Linked DNA regions of Mus musculus: all the other regions are linked to region 2. A link is a contact called in public Hi-C data. All regions are on one chromosome and are shown on one strand. Each heading gives the region's core, a stretch centred on a gene start, on an enhancer-like site or on the middle of the called end of the contact. The rest is flanking DNA. Distances are from core to core; before and after follow the strand shown. Region 1 overlaps Gm36475 (a long non-coding RNA gene). Region 2 holds the start of 5930438M14Rik (RIKEN cDNA 5930438M14 gene). Region 3 has its middle 14 kb from the start of Slc30a5.

Region 1 (2,833 bases), core at 206-2,705, 320 kb before region 2:
GGTGGCAAAGGTAGGGATGTGGCAATGCCATTAGCCTTACCTCAGTCTCTAGACTAACTCATTTGAACATCTATGGACCTGCTTTACCTCTTCCCCTCTCCCCCTATGCTTTGGGTGGCTCACAGTGTTTCATGACAGCCACTTGAAAATATTCTCTTCGATTCTCTCCGACAAAGGCTCCACAGGAACCTGACATAGACATATAGGATATAATATATATATAACATATAGGATATAATCCCAGTCCTCAGGAGGCTGAGGCTGAAGGATCATTGTAAGTTTGAGGCTAGCCAGAGTTACATGACAAAACCTATCTCATAAAGCACGTTTTCCTCCTCCAAATAAAGGCATTAGAAGGTATCCTCCATCCAAGGCTACAAATACCGGATCATTTTCTATGATCTTCATGATCTCTGCTCATTTCTCCAATCTAAACTCTCAAATTTCCTGAAATTAAGTCAATAAATATATATATACTGAAGATATATATCATAGGCAGCGTGTGGCATGAGATAGCCGCACAGCTACCTCCAAAGCTCGGCTCTATTTGGGAAGGACACATGCCTATGTGGCATATATATGTTATTGCTCAAAGAGATATCATCCCAGGTTAGTTTGCTGATTTTCCAAATGAATGTGCAAATATGGTTATATTATATTGTTTAGAAGAGGGAGGAGCCCTCAGCCTCCAGAGCAGAGGGAGCCAAACACTTCAGAAACCAAACGTAGCTAGGGTTACGGATTGAACTGTGTCCCTCCCAACGTCACATATAGAATCCCTAACTCTTAACAGCTCACAGTGAGATCTTGTATAAAGATACCATCTTTTAAAAAATGCCCAAGTTAAAATGAGTCTATCAAGGTTGGCCTTGACCCTAACTTACAATGTATCCTTAAAGAAGGAAAATTTCGTTGACAGATACAGAAGAAATGTGATCTGAAGGGTTATGGAAGGAAACAGGCACACAAAAGCCAAGGAGTGATGCTGTGGGCATATCCTACCACTTCCCCCATAGACCTCAGAGGAAATCAGCCTTGCTGACACCTAGATTTCAGGTTTCAAGCCATTTCTGTTGTTAAGGTTGCCCTCTGGGGTACTGGGATATTGTCGCCAAGGAAAATAAGGCAACACTCCAGGGTAAGAGGCCAGGGAGCACAGCAAGGTGAGGAAAGCCTCATGGGACTGAGACACCACCGTGCAAAGCAGCCAATCACAGTACCAGGCCTGTTCTAAGAAAATCAGCATACAGAAACCAAAGGTATGTGCAGAAGGGCAGGTGGCCCCGCTTGATAGGCTAGGAGTCCTCATATCAGCGTGCACCGGACTTGTGACGGGTTCTGAAAAGAGAGCGACATTTTTGTGCAGTTTCCCCAGGAGCCCATTGTGACAGGTTATGTTGAAAAAGATGTTGAGCAGGGTGGACTGGAGCCAAGAAACCTGAAGAGGTTCACTCTGTTATGAGAGGTTCTCAAGCTTGGCTAGGGTAGAGTTTCCTGGCAGACTGGGCTGATAATGGCCATAAGGATGGATATTGGAAGCTCAATCCAAGAATCAGTGATCATTTGAATGACAGAAAAGAAGTGGCTAATGTTCTTTAGACTATTGAGGTGGAGAGATTATCCCGAATTTTCTAGGGAGGCATCAAATGAAATCTAAATCTGCCTTAGGGAAGAGAGACAGAAGGGGGTTGGAAGAGAGGGTGTACTGGAGGGAGAGAGAAAAGGGGCAGGAGGAAAGGAGAGAGAGAGAGAGAGAGAGAGAGAGAGAGAGAGAGAGAGAGAGAGAGAGAGAGAGAACACAATGTGACCAGAGAAGAATGGAGACAAAAGGTGGTGTGACATGCCAAAAAGGATCAGGAGAAACAGGGCAGACCTCCAAATAAAAACGAGGCAAACAGATGGATCTCCACTATAGCCGCCAGGAGGAGTGGCATCTAAATTTAAGTCCCGTGAACTCCATTTAATAATTCTGGCCTACAATCTATAAGAAGCATACATTTGTGTTCATTCAGGCCACCGAGTTGGTACTAATTTATAAATGCAGCCCCAGAAAACTACCGCTCTGGGGTCCTATCCCAGAGTGAGTGGGCCTGTTTTATGGTAGGGCCCAGACATCTGTAACAACTCCCAGGTGTGCCACCAAGAGGGTGTCTGCTGAGACCAGAAGAGGCTGTCTGTAGTTCACATCTGATCTGAGAAGCTTGCACAGAGACAAAACTGAAGCTGGAACCAGGAATGAGATCCTAAAAGGAGTCTGGAAATGAAGAAATAGAGCTGAGGAAGAACAGAACTCAGATACACTCTACAATCATCAGGCATGAGAAGAGTAGGGGAGGTGGCGTGGAGTCCAGTGGTAGAGCAATCCTAGTATACAAAGGGTCCTGGGTTCAGTCTTCAGCAACACACACACACACACAAGCACACACACTCACACACATTCACACATGCTCACACTTACATTCATACTCGCACACGCACACATACATTCACACACATATACACAACCATATGCACATACACACATACATACACACATCCCATACATTCACACACACACATATACACATACACACTCACAGTCACACACACATATATGCACACACATACACACCCACTCACACACATACATGCATACATACACACACAGACAAGTAAGCAGATAAGGAAACAGCAAAAATACCCATAGAGGCAGAAGGAGGAGGATCAGTTTTTCAACACAAGCCCACATGGAGAGGTAGCAAAAACGACACCCAAGTCTCTCCCATGCTAAAGAGAGGGAAAGAGAGTGGTGACTAAGAAATGCTAAAGCTCAGAGGCCCCGGATGACCTTTGA
Region 2 (2,700 bases), core at 31-2,530:
TGCTGTGAGCACCGGAGAACAATGTGCAGAGGCTGTGCAGGAGCTAACATTTGGAAATAACTGAAATTAAGGGGGACTGACACCCTGTTTTTCATCTGGGACCAATACTCTGCACTTACCATGATCACATCTCAAGGGATGCTACAAAATGCTCAGAAGAACCACCTGTACTTGCACCCAGCAAATAGAGAACATCATTCTGCCAAAATCTTAGGCTGCTTCAGAAAAGAACACACAAATTGAAGCTACACATGCACACATACACCTGCTTATCTTCCTGACCATGCTGTGGCCACACAGACAAATTCTAGATTTGTATTAGAAAAAAAATGTTTGCCAGGAACTGCACCGATATTATCTCTTGTCACTTCAACCATGAAATTAGAAGCCCATTTTGTACCTTTCCATCCTAGGCAGGATAAGAAGAAACCACTGCACAGAGGGAATAGAAAGACACTTTTAGGATCGAGCAAAGATACTCCCAAGCCCCAGAGAATCCCTATACCTTTCTTGTCACAAAGGCATAATTATGGAATTGTGGTGGGGGAGGGTCTCTAAATACCAGAAGGAAATAGAATACATTCAACCATGACAGAATTACAATTCCTCTCTTATACACCAACTAATGAGATTCACTGGGCAGGGAATACGTGAGGGAGGAGGCTCTCAAAGAGGCTATGAAAGTCCTCTTCTCCACCCACCTGTGCACTTTTCAGACTTTTTAATAATGAATATTTATGCTCTCAATTACTCTCTGTGATACTTAAATGGCAGTGCCATCAAAGCAAACAAACCCAGGATTAATGGGAACGAAAGTAAAGCTAACATTTGTCCTGGTCCAAAAGCCTTGTTTCTTTCTATCTTCAGTAGTACTTTGTCACACTCCACCCTAGGCTACACACACACACACACACACACACGCCACCCTTGGATTACAAAGCAAGAAGTTACATTTCATTCATTTGCTTGGTCCACAATGAGGCCATGTGCACAGTCCAAGCATCCCCACAGGTGTTGGGACTCTGGGATATGAAAACTACCTGGCAGGATTTCAGCAATCAACTGTTCGCATCTTTAGCATCTCTTCTCCCATATTTCATGTCTGTTGCCATTCGTCTTTATCAACTCTGATGGGAAAAGTGGGGATTGATGGAGCGACCCACAGAGCCCTCTGAAGGGGCTTTCAGATCGACAGTAGACTATAAAATGTCATTAAACAGCTAAAAGCCATTTTCAAAAATCCTTTCCTCTTCCCTTCGCCTTTCTTCCTTTGTCCCTTCATCCCCACTTCTTCACTCAAGCTCTTAGAATTTTATGTTCTGACGGCCAAAACTCTTTAAATCGTAATAACTATGTATGCCACTCGGGATAGTGAAAGGAAACTACGTATACTCTGAATAGTTTCAAGTTTTTACTGCAGCCAAAGTAATTGCTATAGCATTTAAAAACCTACTGAAAAGAGCAAGGAGCCTTCACACATTAAGCTGATTTTCATGGAAGTTGTAAAATATTAGATGACTATAATTTCTATCAACAGCAGAATTAGCTGGCCTGACCATTCTCTTTTTGACAAAGTTAGTAGATTCATAAACCCTGGGAAATGCACCTCTGCCCCGGATTTTGGCTGACAGACATGCTGAAGAGGATATTAGGTATCATGTTTGCCTCTTCTGATGACCTGTATATCCCTGTAGGCTGTACCCAGTCCTGCTGAAAAGTCTTCAGGATAACTGAAAATCTTTAATGCACTCTCAAACAAAGCCAATGTGGAATAGAGCCAATGTGCCCCCCACCCCCCAGATCCAGAGCAAGGCAATTAGCCTTACCAACCACAGGAGCAGCAGCACCTGCCACCCTGCTACAGGGACGAGGAAGACAAGACCAACATCCTCATGTCATCTCTGAGAACAGATGTATAATGTGGGAATGAGATGCATGGTGTAAAACTAGCTCTCTTGCTCACTGTCTGCAGATTAAGGTGGATGTCCAGGGTGGTCCAAACAGGCTGAGACCAGATACTAATACTACTGACTTCTGACATTACAGCAAAACCAATGCTTAGGATGAAATGGATATTCTGATGGGAATTCTGGCAGTGTCTTCTGCTTTTTATTTATTTAGTGTGTGTGTGTGTGTTGTTGTTGTTGTTTTGTTTTTGTTTTACTTTGTTTTTGCCCAACTGCTTTGATGCTTAAGATGCTGGCAGAAATAAAACAAACCCAATATGTACCTTTCAATCCAACCTGGGAAGAGGATGCAAAGAGACCGGAGATACCCAGAATCACCTACTGTGTAGAAAGTAAACACTTGCTGTGTCACTGAAAACCTTAATCCTACTGTCCACCAGCAAGGCCAACTGTCCTCCCTACACTTCTCTCTGGGAGTGTCTGGGAGCATGTGGCATTGCCTAGACTGCAGAGGCTACCCTACTTCTCAGAGAAAGCCCTCAACGGTGAGCTTCTTCCTCAACGGTAACCACACACTTCCATAGACAGAGGCACGGTGGGACAATACAGATCACCAAAACTCTGTGATCCAAACACATACAGGTGGTGGAAAAATCAGCTTTCTGTATTTGGAGAAAATCACACTGGGATGTAGATGCTACATCTGATGGGACCCTTCTTATTGTCTGGAAAGTTTGTGTTCTTTTCATCCTAATCCTAGCCCACGCTGTGCACCCTGCCTCTCTCTAAGAAT
Region 3 (2,700 bases), core at 126-2,625, 380 kb after region 2:
TTCTGTCTCTCTCTGAGATTCCTCAAGAACTTGTGGAGCCCCCCTCCCCCACTCAGGGGTCTATTCATTTCACCTAGTGCATGCTAAGGGCATGCTTTATGGAGGCAAGCACTCGATATGCAACTCATAGTGACTGAGGACTCCAGTAAGTAATTTTAAATACTTATAAATCCAAGACAAATATTCTGGTGCCCTTTTTAAATACAAAGATTCATCAAAAGAACACTACTGACATTCTCAAAGTCTCCACTCAGATCATATTGTGATGGAAATACAAGTATGAAAGGACGAAACAAGGGAACACATTCAAAGAATTACTTAAATTGGAAATAGCGTCACATACCCAGAATCCCAACAAGCAGGAGGATCAAGAGTTCAAGGCCAGCCTCAGCTACATGTGTGAGTTAAAGTCCATTTTGCAGTATATAATGAGGCCCAATTTCAAACAATTATCCAGCTTGATATCAAAGTGTTATTGAGCCAGGTGTGGAGCAAAGGCAGATGGATCTCTGTGAGCTCAAGACCAGCCTAGCCTACATAGAGGTCCAGATTAGCCAGTGAAACTCTGTTTAAAATTAATTAAATAATTTTTTTCAAGAATGAATTAGGGGGGGCGTGGTGGCGCACGCCTTTAATCCCAGCACTCAGGAGGCAGAGGCAGGCGGATCTCTGAGTTCGAGGCCAGCCTGGTCTTCAAAGTGAGTTCCAGGACAGTCAAGGCTACACAGAGAAACCCTGTCTCGAAAAATCAAAAAAAAAAAAAAAAAAAAAAAAAAAAAAGAATGAATTAGAAACTCCTCAGTAATCCAAATGATGAAAAAAAAAAAAAAATCAAAATGTATTACAGTGAAAGTAAGTTAGCCTCTGGGTGATCAAAACCCAAAATCCAGCTGCATTCAACAGAAAAATAAATAAATAAATAACCTTTTTTTTTTTTTTTTTGAGACAAGGTCTCATGTAACCCAGAGGGCCTGCAACTTGCCACTTTAAATTTAATTTCTGATCTTCCTGCCTCCAACTCCCAGGAGTTGAGGGTTACAGGCACGGACCACCATGCCTTTTTTTTTTTTTTTTTTTTTTACTGGCTCCTTGGAACTGAAAGCAAGGGTTAGGATGGGAGGAAAAGAAGCGTTCTACTCACTGAGCCACATCCTAGCCCATTCCCAGGGGTGAGCTTTTCTGAGAGGGAAAAGAAGTTCAGGAGACCTGCAAGAGGCAGAAAATCGGCCAAAGACACGCTAGACTTTCAGTAAAACTCATCCAAAGTCAGCCTCTAAAGTGGGAGTTCTCAAGTACGCGTGAGCTGTTTTCCCTGGGCAGATGGGAAGATGCAGCTGAAGGCCAGCTTCGCTCCCCAGTCCCGGGAGGCTGCAGTGCCCGCCCGCCCACTCCGCGGAGCTTCCACTGTGTTTGTACTGTCTGGATTCATTGTATTGTTGTATTACATCGTCCTCTAGTGGCTTCACATTTTTTTCTTCTCTCCCTTCTCTTCAGGCTGATTTCTTCATTACATCACACAACACTTGATACCTAACAAATGAACTCAGATGAATGACGAGACTGAAGATGGTGAGCCCATTGTCGTTAGGACAGTGCTCGAACAGCTTAGGCTCACCAACTTCAGCCACTGAGCTTTTCTTTAAAATAGAGATTACAATATAATTTGCCACTGCCTCTGCTGGAGAGCGAATGGGATTTGGTTTGGCGGCTGCGACAGTCTCCTGCAGCCCAGGCTATTTACTCTGTATCAGAGAGTGATCTTGAGCTCCGGACCCTCCAGCCTCTACTTTCACACGTTAGGAATTATAGTTGTAAACCACCACACCCGTTTGTACTGATATTTGTTTACCCCGCCACCAAAGCTTTTATGTTGAAACCCCAGTCATCACAGGTGATAGCATTTGGAAGTGGGGCCTTTGAGCACTAATAAGGTTTGTGTTCAGTTGTGAGAACAAGACCACCCACACTCAAGTTGGGATCCTTGCGTCTGTGGATCTCAACCTTCCTGGGGCTGTGAGTTCAAGACCCTCAATATAGCTCCTCATGTTCTGGTGATCCCCCAACCACAAAACGATTTTCATTGCTACTTCATAACTATAATTTTGCTAATGTTATAAGGCATAATAAATATCTGTGTTGGTTGCTTCAGCAGCCACGCTGCCTGTGGTGCACTGGTAAACAGCCTGGGCTGACTAAAGCACGCTTCTCTGTAAGTAACCTCCAGTCAGCTCTGTACATTAGGGGCCACGGCTGCGAGCACAGAACTCCAAGACTGATGACTGTAAGTTTCCTAGTGATGACAAGTACAGCCACTTAGTGTGCTTACAGCTGATCTCTGTCCCCGAATGCTGTGCCCACAGGGATGCGGGAGGAGACCCTGGCATCTCAGTCATGACTCATCTCCTGAACAAGACAATGATGCAACTTATGGCTCATTAATCAGTTTTTCTCTCGGCTTGGTATATTGTGGAGATTTGTAGATTTGAGTTTGGGGGAGGGGGGGGAGACGGGTTTTTTTAGTGTTTTGTTTCAGTTTGGGGGCTTGGGTTTCTTTTGTTTTACATTTTTATTAAACAAGTGTTTTGGGTTTGTTATTTGGTTTTTTTGTTTTGTTTTGTTTTTTTGTTTATTTCTGTGTGTATAAGACTTACTGATTATCAGTTCGGGGTGGTATAGAGGATACAAATGGAACATGCCTAT

The links. Hi-C and Micro-C count contacts between places; a contact is called where the count stands out from the background.
Region 1: a Hi-C map of cerebellar granule neurons shows a contact between it and region 2, with 1.5 times the contacts expected there. The contact joins the enhancer-like site here to the promoter of 5930438M14Rik in region 2. A contact is called at or near these places in 6 of 484 Hi-C or Micro-C datasets (the N1E-115 cell line, cerebellar granule neurons, cerebral cortex and 2 more), 1 of 115 datasets of contacts at active chromatin or transcription factors (cardiomyocytes) and 1 of 9 other capture datasets (embryonic stem cells).
Region 3: a contact with region 2 is called in a Hi-C map of cerebral cortex, with 2.4 times the contacts expected there. The contact joins the enhancer-like site here to the promoter of 5930438M14Rik in region 2. A contact is called at or near these places in 4 of 484 Hi-C or Micro-C datasets (cerebral cortex and cortical neurons) and 2 of 115 datasets of contacts at active chromatin or transcription factors (embryonic stem cells and neural progenitor cells).

What each region holds. Positions count from the first base shown.
Region 1 is chr13:101,549,778-101,552,610 of GRCm38.p6, reverse strand. All of the region lies in intron 2 of Gm36475 (a long non-coding RNA gene), which reads right to left. Among named protein-coding and RNA genes, the nearest start is that of Gm41043, 3.0 kb to the right of the region's middle. Within about 2 kb of position 1,455, at least 17 of the 459 cell types and tissues checked have an H3K27ac peak or open chromatin away from gene starts, as enhancers often do. A contact at or near this core is called in the N1E-115 cell line and cerebellar granule neurons, where this site is marked.
Region 2 is chr13:101,230,707-101,233,406 of GRCm38.p6, reverse strand. It overlaps 5930438M14Rik (RIKEN cDNA 5930438M14 gene), which reads right to left and starts at 1,280. Exons shown (of 4, transcript NR_046158.1): 1 at 1,041-1,280. The region is part of intron 2 of Gm36427 (a long non-coding RNA gene); the gene reads left to right.
Region 3 is chr13:100,846,091-100,848,790 of GRCm38.p6, reverse strand. No RefSeq gene overlaps it. Among named protein-coding and RNA genes, the nearest start is that of Slc30a5, 14 kb to the right of the region's middle. Within about 2 kb of position 1,375, at least 45 of the 459 cell types and tissues checked have an H3K27ac peak or open chromatin away from gene starts, as enhancers often do. A contact at or near this core is called in cerebral cortex, where this site is marked.